Linked DNA regions of Mus musculus: region 1 is linked to region 2. The links are chromatin contacts, called in public HiChIP or PLAC-seq maps. All regions are on one chromosome and are shown on one strand. The core of a region is the stretch at or near the end of the contact, and the rest is flanking DNA. Distances in the headings are between cores, read along the strand shown.

Region 1 (5,937 bases), core at 3,089-5,588, 440 kb after region 2:
AGGTAAGAGCAGTGACTGTGCTTCCGAAGGTCCTGAGTTCAAATCCCAGCAACCACATGGTGGCTCACAACCACCCATAATGAGATCTGATGCCCTCTTCTGGGTGCATCTGAAGACAGCTACAGTGTACTTATGTATAATAATAAATCTTTGGAGGAAAAAAAAAAAGGCCTCTTCTGCTGGACAGAGTAACCCCTGCCCTTAAAGACCTCTCCTGCTGGACAGAGTAACCCCTGCCCTTAAAGACCTCTCCTGCTGGACAGAGTAACCCCTGCTTGAGAGTTCCTGAAGGGGATTTACCCATGTCCCCCCTCCCCCGAAATCCCACCTCCCTAACACACACACAAAAGCTACACTGTGCAAGCATGAAGACCAGAGTTTGGATTCCAAGATCTCAAATAAAGTTGGATGCGGTAGCACATGACTACCAAGAGTTGAGAGACAGAGACAGAATTCCTGGAAGCTCCAGGGCCTGATGGCCTGGCATGTGTGGTAGTGAACAAGATGCCCTGCCTCAAACAAGGTGAGGTGAGGACCAACTCCTAAAGTCTCCTGACTTCTGCATACACACTATGGCACACACATGCCCATATGTGCACACATATACTGCACATACACATCATATGCATACATTAAAATGATAAATGATTGAATTAATACATACATAAAAACCTCCCCTGGGAAAGCCACAGTGTTACTGACAGTTTATTCTCAGTCAGGTAGAAGATGGAGCTACTTAATTACGATGATACTTAGCCGTTCCAGTCTCTTCCCTATGATACAGGGTCTTCTGTATCCCAGGCTAGCCTTAAATGCACCATGTAGCCAGAGCTAATCTCTGAATTTCTGATCCTCCTGCCTCTGCCACCTGGATGCTGGCATTATAGGTGTGCACCACCACCCCTGGTTTATATGGAGCTGAAGATCAACCCGAGTGCTTCCTGCACCCATGCACATATTCACGCATGCATCCATGCATGCATCTTCAGCTGCACTATATCTCTAGCTGTGAGGGCTTGTATATGGTTGGCCCAGGGAGTGGCACTATTAGGAGGTATGGCCTGGTTGGAGTAGGTGTATCACTATGAGCATGAGCTTTAAGACCCTCATCCTAGCTGCCTGGAAGTCAGTCTTTTCCAAGTGACTTTCAGATGAAGATGTAGAATTCTCAGCTCCTCCTGCACTAATGCTTGCCTGGATATGGCTGTGCTCCCACCTTGGTGATAATGGATTGAATCTCTGAATCTGTAAGTCAGCCCCAATTAAATGTTGTCCTTATAAGAGTTGTCTTGGTCATGGTGTCTGTTCACAGCAGTAAGACCCTAAGACACCAGCCTAATATAGACCTCAAGGGACTTGAGCTCAAGAAAGAAGGAAAGCCTTTTTAGTTTCTTCAAAGCTGCTCAACAGAGTGTCAAGAACTCCCTTAAAGGGAGCTGGCGAGGTTCAGGCAAGACAGTGCATGTGCATTTGTTACTGTCCTTGTGTATGTGATCAGATGATAGACAGGAGGCATCTCAGGGAGGGAAGGCTTGCTTTCATCACAGTTTGAAGGAAAACTTCATGAAGGGAAGGCCTGGCTACAGGACCTCAAGGTGGCTGGTTATGCAGTGTCTGCAGCCAAAAGAAAAGAGAAGACAGAGGCTGGGCTCCTAGAGGTTCCACAACTTTTCAAAACAGTCGCTAGCAGAAGACGACGTGAGTATCCAAACCCATGGACCACAGCAACAGTTCATGTTTAACCTCAGCAGCTCACTGTATGGATGTGGGAAGCCAAATGTACCATTGCAGAGTGGCGCTGGCTACTGCTGGCCACCACGCATAAGTTTGGACAAACAACCAATGTGTACATATGCAGTAAAGTTTTTTGCCAAGACACTGCCTGGCCCAGGGCATGATAATGAGGTTCTGAGAGTATAACCAATCAGATGTGAGACATGCAAATGATGTATGATAATGAGGTTCTGCAAGTATAACTAATCAGATGTGAGACATGCAAATGATGTATGATAATGAGGTTCTGTAAGGTACTGAGAGAGAGTAACCAATCAGATGAGGAACATGCAAATGAGGTATAGTGGATAACCAATCCGGGTGTGAGACACGCCTCTCCTAGGCCTATATAAGCAGCACCAGTTCTGGGCTGGGGGGGGGGGGTCTCTTCGCCTCTGCAATCAAGCTCTCCCAATAAACGTGTGCAGAAGGATCCTGTTGCAGTGTTGTTCTTGCTGGCGAGCCAGGGCACGTACAAGATATGCTGAGTCCAGGAAAGCCCCAGTGGTGAGCATGGGGTCTCCACAGCATGCAGCCACAGTTCTTAACCCTATCCCCCTGTCTCCCACCCCAGCCCCCCCTGTACTGCTGCCCACTTCCATGTAAAACACATTCTAGCCCCTAGAGAAGAAAAAAAAGCAATGGCTTAATGTGGCTGTCACTATTACTGCCAATTTTTGAAAATCATTTCTAACACTCAATGGGCAAATGACAAAATCCTCAATAAATAACTTACCTTCCAACTCAAATTCTTTGCTGTTCCTTCTCCTTCTCGCCCATCCACCCCTCCTTTATTTCTTTTTATTATTGATTTAATTTTTTGTTTGTTTGTTTTCTTCCCATCATGGAAACTCTCCCACGAGTCTGGTAGTCCTAGACGTTAATTCAAGATGTATCTTCAATTGTGTACAAGCAATCTGCTAGGCAACAAGTGACCTGCACTCTCCAAATACAGTCAGGGATAAACAAGAAGTAAAAACATCAGCATCATATCGTAGAGGTTTTTGTTGTCCAATATACCTATATTGTGAAGGAGAGTCAAATGGTATACTTAATTTTTTAAGAAATTATTTAAATTTTAAAATTAGTAATTTTTATTACTCTGGAAAATTTCATACATGTGTATAATGTATCATGGTCAGATCTTACCCCCTTTACTCTTTTTTTTTGTAGCCCTCCTAGAACAATATACTTTAAAATCAGTTCTCATTTGGGGCTCTCAATTCGTTTAGAGTCTGATTCAAGCTGTGTTAGAAGGATTAGATGAAAGTTCTGAGCAAGCCACCGAGCTGGGTGGCAAAGTTTAGAGTTCCGTTCTTGGGGAAGCAAGGCAAGCTGCCCCTCAGGGCCGGCCTGGGCAGACTGTGCAGCTTTCCCACCTTTTCTCGAGGTTGCTGTGGCTCCTCTCACTTGTGTCCCAGGTTAAGTGGCCTGTTTGAGCAATGGAAAATCTCTTTTGACCCCAGGATTGAGCTGTGGAAGGGCCAAGTCGCAGGCTGCCGCCTCAGAGTCAGCAGAGATAAGCTTCATTAAATCGCGCAGTCACCCCTCCCTCCCCACGTCTCAAGGGGCTGCAAGGACCATGGCAGCAATAATTACCGTCTGTATAGAAGACGGGCCACATTTTAATCTTACAAAAAAAAAAAAAAAAACAAAAAAACAAAAAAACAAGATAAGGCTTCTATTGAACTCTTTAACTTAATTATACCTTTAAAAATGAAATGAACATTCTGTTTTATCCAAGGTATTTAGAATGATTTTTTTGATTTAAAAAAATGTACAAATGTTTGGAAATCCTTGTTTGGAAATACTTCAACCTAAAATGCTCCACAGAGACACTCTGGGTGGAGGTAATCTGCCGCCCAGTTTGGCAGTGAGTTTGGAAGAGATAAAATTATTATTTACAAAAACAGTTAACTGAACAACTTTGAAATGTGTTAGATTTTACTTGTATCAGTTTTATTTTTTCTTCCTCTTTCTTTTTATGACTTGTGACCATTAGATGGCGCTATGCATTTCTAAATATGAAAAGTGCTGGAAATTCTAGTCCGTCCAGGAGTCACGGTCGTTATTCTATTCATATATAGTTAAAATATTCATGCTATTATTTCAATGAATATATAAACAACTTAATATAAAATTTCCAGTATTGCATGGCATATTGAACGGAAATCCAGATCAAATTCACAGTCTCAAATGAGGTTCCCTTGTGTGGAAAAATCTCCCTTGCAGCGCCTCTCCAAGCCTCACGGGACATTGTCACTTTCCCTCCCCTACTGAGCCTCGTACTTACACATTTTTACAGAGGCTTATAGTTTGTGATAATTTAACCAAATCTTGCCCTCCTGAGGTTTATCGCCATTCAAAGCATCTACATGCAAAGAGGGTCCAAATTCGTTTATCAACGATCTGAGGCGAAGGAAACGAGAACTGGTTGGTTTTAGCCGCAGAGGTCTTTTTGTTACCCTCACCAGTATTCAGTTAATGGAAGCTGCTGTACTGAGGCTTCCCTTAGACTTCATCCCCTAGGTACAGCGGCCAGATGATGCCGGCAGTCTTCCTGTCCGTCTCCTCTCCAGCCTTCACTCCAGAGCTCTGCACCGAGGAAAGACCTCTCCTTCCACAGCTCTCTCAGCAGCCTCCCCTGCAGCCTGGATGGCATAACCGCTTCGGTGTTGATGTTTCCCACTGTATCTTCAGTTGGAGTGTTGGCGTCTTCCACTTGAAAGTCCCTGGGTATTTTGAAAGTTAAATCATCTGAAATGAGTCTCTCTGCGCCTAAGGCCGGCTCACGCTCCCCTCTCTTGGGGAGTGAGAGCCCGTGTTTAACACGCAGCCGCCTTAGGTAAGAGCTGAGAGGTAAGGAGGACCTTCTGTTCCCACCACAGTATACACAATGCCAGGTCTGCCACCCCACTGCCCATCTGCTCTCCAGTGCCCCAGTTGTTGGCATTCGCTCTGTGCTATCGGGCCACGGATTAGGTCACTCGGATAATGATTGGTCAAACATCTGCTAGATTTTGGTCTCACGACCCCACTACAACTATAGCCAGTGTGATCCTGGTATAATGTATGTATAATGTGTGTCTTGTGTCTGGCACCTGATGAGAATTCCCGATGGCCTCTTACCTTCCTGAAGACAGATCTAACCTCCTTACCCATAAGACCCTGGGCCAGCCTTCACCTCTGGCCCCGTCTCTTCTGCCTCTACAATCTGTTGTAGGATACGCCTTTCAGTGCTCTCTGGCAGTTTGCTCTCTCTTCAGCCTCTGCACCTATCTATTGGTTGTCAATTCCTACCTCTCCCATCCTCCATTTCCTATAGGGGAAGGATCCTCACACAGCCGTCTCTACTTAGGGTGGGTTCTCAGAAGCACTTGGGACCCATCTCACACTGGATCGCAACCCTTGTAAGTCTGTTTATTCTTCTGACTAGAATCATATATCTATCCTACCTGTCTCTACCAGTCCAGCCTAGTATTATGTATACAGTTGGTGCTCAATAAATACTTGTTGCATGCCTGAAGACCTACCTAAACTGTCACTAGCCCATAGTCTCCATTCTACTCACTAAATGCATTTTATATTATATTTTGGTTTACATTTGTGGTTCTGAGAACACAGGGTCTTACACGCACTAGTCAAGTGTCCTACCACTGAGCTACACTCCCAGTTCCTTACTCACTCCTTATAAGCCAGGTTAGTTGTCTTGGCTGATGCAGAGATGACCCCACATCTGTGGCAGCTGTGGCACTTTCTATGGACCCAATGAGAACATGAAACTTCTGTGGACAACCTGTGAGCCCTTCCCTTGGGCTGTGCACTGCCTCTGGGAGGGGACTGCGTCCTCCCTCAGCTGCACCCCGCTGCTGTTCACAGAACAATTTTCCCATTTCTAAGAATCATGCAGCAAATTGAGGTTAAGGCAAGTTTTCACTTGATTCGAAGGTTTAAGTCTTGTTTTGGTGTTCTGGCCCAAATCTTTCATTTCAGTACTTAAAAAAAACTTATTTAAAATTGAAGGGTTTGAAAACTTCAAACATTTATTCAGAGAAAAAACCAACTACCCTATCACTGGAGAGTGTCAAGGCCTGTCTTTGGAGGCATTTGCTCGACTTTCAGGTAGGCACACAGGCCTCCTTAAAAAACTCCAAGTGCTTGAAT
Region 2 (6,102 bases), core at 810-3,309:
GGGGAGAGAGAGAGAGAGAGAGAGAGAGAGAAGAGAGAACAAGATGATGTTGGGTGGGTAGGAAGGGAGTGGCTGAGCGTGGACCTAGTAGTTGTGGAAGAGCACTGAATATGATCAAAATAAATTGTGTGGAATTCTCAAGTAAGTAATAAAATAATATTAAAACAAAACATGGAACAGGACTGGTGACACGGCATAGCAAGGAAAGGCACCTGTCACCAAGCCCAATGATCTGAGTTCCTCTACAGGACTCACACGGTAGGGAGCTAACTCCTGTAAGCTGTGCTGTGGCCACCACAGGCATGCTGCAGCACATGAGCACGCACACACACACACTACTTAGAATAAAAATATTAAAAAATGAACCACACCTCATACCAACAAGCAAACCAAACCAAGGCAACCTGTCTACAAGTTTACTTCAGACAGAATTTCAGTTAGATGGAGGTGATTACAAAAATGCTTGGCATTAAAAATGTCCACATTTCACTGTTATTTGATGGCCTTTTTATGAATTCATTTAGTCTCCATTAAGCCTTTGTTAAGTATCAATAAATCCTTATCTCAGAGGTGGAGAAGACTTGTCCCTTACCGTAAGAATAATTCATTATCTAATAGACCTTTCTAAGGCATCTATTTGGCTAGGCGTGGTGGCCCTCACCTTTGATCCCAGCACCTGGGAAGCAGAAGCAGGCGGATCTCAATGAGTTTGAGGCCAGCCTGGTCTACAAAGCAAATCCAAGACAGGCAGGGTTACACAGAGAAGTGCTGTCACCCTGTCTCAAAAAACAAAATAAACAAAAAAGACTTCTGTATTCTTGTTAATACAATAAATGTGGCTTACAATTCCCAGAGAGAATCAGGTCCTCAGAGTTTTGGGATTGCTGAAATAAAGTTGTGTGCCTTTTTCTCTCTCTCTTTCTTTCTTTCTTTCTTTCTTTCTTTCTTTCTTTCTTTCTTTCTTTCTCTCTCTCTCTCTCCTTTCTCTCTCTCTCTTTCTTTCTTTCTCTCTCTCTCTCCTTTCTCTCTCTCTCTTTCTTTCTTTCTCTCTCTCTCTCCTTTCTCTCTCTCTCTTTCTTTCTTTCTTTCTTTCTTTCTTTCTTTCTTTTTTTAAATTTGTTTTTGGAGACAGGGTTTCTCTGAGTGTAGCCCTGGCTGTCCTGGGACTTGCTCTGCAGACCAGACTGGCTGGAACTCAGCGATCCACCTGTTCCTGCCTCTTGAATACTGAGATTAAAGGTGTATGCCACCACTGCCCTGCTCGAATTGCTTTATAAAATAACCTTTTATTTAACATTTTGGAAAATAAATGAGGTCTTTTATTGGGGGCAAGACATATGAGAGTTAGGTTGTACAATTCAGCTTGCCTGGCAGTCTTGAGGGGAAGGCCTTTGTGTAGGAACAGGTACTAGATATTATTTATAGAAGTATTCTGACATTTAGTAAGAATTTGTACAAAGAATTGCATTTAGATAATTTTTATGAATGTAAACAATTTATCTTGTTTTTTATTTTGTTTTTATTTTTTTTTGTTATATATTTATTTATTTTGGAGACAGTGTCTCCTTAGGTAGCCCAGGCTGTACAGAATTCAGTATGGAGCCTAGATCCAACTCATGGCTGGTTCCTGCTTCAGCCTTCCTAGTGCTGGTATTATAGGTGTGAGCCACTACACTTAGCATTATTCTAATCTTCATATATGTGAATCAAATTATGTTCTGATTACACAACTATGAAGACATCTACAGTACAGACTGTCCAATTTTCTAAAAGAGACTACTAGTTTGTGTTATTGACTTCATACCAGCATAAATCTTTGAAATCATGTGGATGTTTCCAAACGAAACAAGAATTTATCTTTTTGATATGATATGGTTCCTTGTAAAATGTAATTAGGCAAGAGGTGTGTAATTTAAAAGCATCCGTTCTCCCATCCCAAGATACTGAACTGATTCACCTAAGGTTAGGTTGGAACTGTAGCGGCTGGAACGGAGAACTCGCTCCCGGAACGTTTGTTTTGCAGCGCCTGGCTTCCAGCCGGTGCTCTTTCGCGAAGGACCATTCCGGCCAAGTGCCTGTTGGTAGCAGCTTAGTTGACATCTGGTCTGGGGGTTCTTGTAGGTGGCAGTGGCTGAAATCCGTGTGGAGGAAAAAAAAAAATCCAAAGCCGAAGAGACGCCATGGACGACCAGGGCTGCCCCAGGTGTAAGACCACCAAGTACCGGAACCCTTCTTTGAAGCTGATGGTGAACGTGTGCGGACACACTCTGTGAGTCTGGCGACCGTGGATTCCTGGGGTGGGAGGACAGCCCTGGGAGATGCCAGGAGGCCGCTGGGGGGTAATAAAGGGTGTGGTTCGTCTAAACAGTGGGGGAGGGGGATGCAAAAAGGGAGCGTCGATCCTTTAAAAGGTTCGTAGCCGCTCGCCCCTATCTTTTCTGGCCTACTTTGAAACTGGAGTTTTGATTGTGGCAAGCAGAAGTTTGGCAGGTTGACCCTCATCCACCTTTCCAGCCAGTGAAAATCTCGAATTTTTCCAGCTATGTGTTGTTAGCTAGACTCCAGACAGATGTCTGGCTGAAAGCGTGAGGGATTAGAATCTTTAATTTCTTAATAAATGTTTTTTTTTTTTAATTGAAAAGAGAACTGAAAACTTACTTTGGGTGTATACTGTTGCTGTTGATCGAGTGAACTAGTTGGAAAGCCTTCTGTGTATGTATACGTGTCCTGATGAGTTATGTTAGACTTAAATCATGTAAAGGAAGAAAATACAGACTTAAGGCAGTTACTTTGTAGCTAGATAATGGTTGGCTTTTATTGCGTGCTCATTTTGTTCCAGGCACTGTAGAGTCTTACCGTGAGCCATCTCTTGATAAGTTTATGCAGGTATAGTTTCTTCCTCACCGGAAATGATCCTGAGATTTCTCAGGATTGTGGGTCGTAGGAGTATGGATCCCAGGAAGTGGCTCTGGGAAGTAAGTGTATTTTGGTTGCTCAGTGGTGAAAGGATGGCGAGTGATTTTTTTGTATAAATGTTTTGAAGAATAAATGCAGAGTTTTGGTTAAAGTGTTTGTCAGTTTTTTATGGAGAAGTGGTTTAAGTAAAAGATAGTCTGAGACTAAAGGTACTATAAAGTTGTGAGCACAATATTCCTATAGGCTCAGTCTTCCTCCGGAAGGAAAAGGTAAAGTACAATGTGGTAGACAAGGTCTTCAGGCAGAAATTTGCACAATGAGCTATATATATAATTGTCATAATGTGATTATTAATTTCCTTAATTGGTCTTTCTTTTTTTTTTTTTTCCACGACAGGGTCTCTTTTCCTAATTAACTTTTATTTTGCTTTAGACAGCGTAACTGTGTCTGGATGGTTTAAGATTAAAAATCCAGAAAAGGCAGTCAACTGGAATGCATGAACTGTGGCAATGAGGGAATACTGCTGGTATATAATTAGGTGCTTGTTAAGACTGGGCATCAAGTGTTAGTCCAGCCTGACTTTAAAACTTTAGATTCTTCTCTGACTAAAAGTGTTAGAATTTCAGGTATGCACTACCATGACTAGCAGACTGTTAGATTTTTAGAAAAGTTTTGCAAAATTTCTGTGTCACTTATTTTAGCTCTGAAAAAATATTGAGATCATGTTCGTCCTTCATCCCCACTCTATCCTCCTTTAATTCCCTTCGAACTTCATCCCAAATTCTCCACCAGCTGCACCACTGAGACACATTCTCCCCCACTCACCACTGGGTACCCTCTGTGTTTGTGATGGAATGTTGAAGGGCAGATGGCTGTTGCTGTGGTGTGCACTCGAGGGCTGTTCCATGGCACTCCCTCTCATCTCTGGCTTTAACATTCTTTTTGCCGGCCCCAAAGCCTCTCAACCCCCATGTGTGGTGTGTGTGTGTGTGTGTGTCTATGATGTAGCTGTTCATCTATGATGTAGCTGTTCCATTTCTTTTCTTTTGTACTGGATTATTGTAGTGATGGAGTTTTCCTGCCTAAGAGTCTGGATTTTTTGCTTACTGAATAGTCTCTTTGGCTTTGTCTACTGTGTTTCTCTGTCCTCTGTGTTAAATCAAAATGATTAGGTGTATTGAGTTTTATCATATTTATATTTCACTGATGTATTTGTTGGTGAGAATAATTAGTAAGTGGTGTTTATTTATTTTGAGTAATATATAGAGATGTACACATTAGGAAACAGCACCTTGATTGGGCAGAACAGAAGGCACTCATCCTTGGGGGTTGCTCGAAAACGTGTGGGTATCCTCCGTGAGTTCTCTGGTCAGGGAGGAGGCTTCATTGAGAATTTCAGCCGCACAAACTTTCCCACACTTGCTCTCATCGTGCTGGGGTTACTGGCACTTGAGGCCATGTGCAGCTTTTTGTGTGGGTACAAGTATCTGAGCTCAGGACCTTCTGTTTGCACAGCAAGTGTTCTCACCCACTGAGCTGGCTCTCCAGATCTCCTCTCCACACTTTCTTTCCTTTTTCTTTTTTTGAGACAGAATTTTGCTTTGTAACTCAAGTTGGCCTTGAACTAGCTAGTAGCCTAGGCTGTCTGGGAGGGAACTTTGGTATCAGAGTTTCTTTCATAGGGTTTTGTCTTTATTGACACCTTCTAGTACTTCTTTTCTAGGAAGTTTTATTGTCAAATTTGTGCCCTAACATCCAAACGGATAACAGGAAATTGTATGTTAAACCTTAAGGATTATTTGTTAAGATGAAAATTTTATCTGTAAGAGCCAGAAATGATAGCATATTAATTGCCTAGCTCTTTATAAGTATAAACAGAAATAGAATTAGTTTTCTTATAACTTTTTGAAAAGGAAGCATGAAGTATATCTCACAAATATTATGATAGCCCTCTTGACTCTCAATTCTAGATTGGCCATTTAAGGTGTAAACTTAGTGAAAATTTGTCATACATTGTGAGGGATTACTTGAGGGAGAGTTCAAGTAAATTTAAGAGTTAATTTACTCTCATGTATGAAAAGATATTGCCAGTATCCTAAGTGAAACACTAATTTTTTGGGGCCTGCAATATGGTTAGCTTGAGTTTAATCCCTGGGACCTTTTTAGTGGGAGGAGAAAACCCAGCTCCTGCAAGTTGTCCTCTGATCTCAGAGACACACTCTTTCTCCAAGTAAGTACACATACGTAATAAAAATGGTTTTAGGAGTCAGTCTGTCAATTTGCTTCCTAACTTACTTAGCAAATAGAACCTAAGATGGTATATGGAGTGAGAATAATGAGAATTAAGCTTGGATATAGTAACAGTTTGGCTCAAGTTTTAAATGTGCTAAGTCTACTTTCAAAGACAAAAAAGCAAGGCTCAACAGTCATTTATTAGTTATTGATCTTTAGTAATTGATATTTTTGCAATTTTTCTTGTATACTCTATAAAATTTCCAAGTCTTGATTCCCAGACTTGACTCTTGATACTAAAGAATCATCTGGGATGTCTATTTATTTACAAATCTCAGGGCCCTGTTAATAATCTGATTTGGGTTGGGGTAAGACTTTATCATCTCTCTCTCTATATGTTATCCTTATAAATACTATATATTACTTATCCAAGGAAAGCTTGTGCTCAGTTTTGAAACATTCCTGGGGTAGTCATATAACAAAGAGTGTGGCAGACATGGGATCTGCCCTCCTCCACTTGTATTTAGCTCTTTTGCATGACTCAAAGGAAATTAGTTTGTAATTTTTCAAGGAAGAAAAGGAGAATCTAGTTATAAAATTTGTAATTGAGGTATGAAAGTGGTTTTATGTTATTCTTTTAAATAATCTACTTATTAAAAAGAACTATTTGTTTTTTAAAAAAAACTAAGAACTCCCCACCCCTACCCCCAGAAACTTGCCAGGTGTGATGCACGCTTTTAACCTTAGCACTTGGGAGGCAGAAGCAGAGGGCAGAGGGCAGAGGCAGGTAGATCTCTGTGATTTTTTTTTTCTTTTCCTTTTGCATACAGGATCTCTCTGTGTAGTCTTGGCTATACTGGTCTTGAACTCACAGAGATGCACCTGCCTGTGTGTCTCAAATGCTGGGGTTAAAAGCATGTGCCACCATACATAGTCTTATCTGATCTCTGTGTG

Evidence for each region. HiChIP or PLAC-seq counts read pairs in DNA pulled down with a chosen protein or histone mark.
Region 1: a contact with region 2 is called in an H3K4me3 HiChIP or PLAC-seq map of bone marrow-derived macrophages, with 4 times the contacts expected there. The contact joins the enhancer-like site here to the promoter of Mnat1 in region 2. A contact is called at or near these places in 10 of 39 promoter capture datasets (the 3T3-L1 cell line, the HPC-7 cell line, cranial neural crest and 7 more), 1 of 484 Hi-C or Micro-C datasets (myocytes) and 7 of 115 datasets of contacts at active chromatin or transcription factors (bone marrow-derived macrophages, craniofacial prominence, embryonic hindbrain and 3 more).

What each region holds. Positions count from the first base shown.
Region 1 is chr12:73,561,098-73,567,034 of GRCm38.p6, forward strand. No RefSeq gene overlaps it. Among named protein-coding and RNA genes, the nearest start is that of 2210039B01Rik, 16 kb to the left of the region's middle. Within about 2 kb of position 4,339, at least 46 of the 459 cell types and tissues checked have an H3K27ac peak or open chromatin away from gene starts, as enhancers often do. A contact at or near this core is called in bone marrow-derived macrophages, where this site is marked.
Region 2 is chr12:73,121,658-73,127,759 of GRCm38.p6, forward strand. It overlaps Mnat1 (menage a trois 1), which reads left to right and starts at 2,060. Exons shown (of 8, transcript NM_008612.2): 1 at 2,060-2,269. The coding sequence starts at 2,181.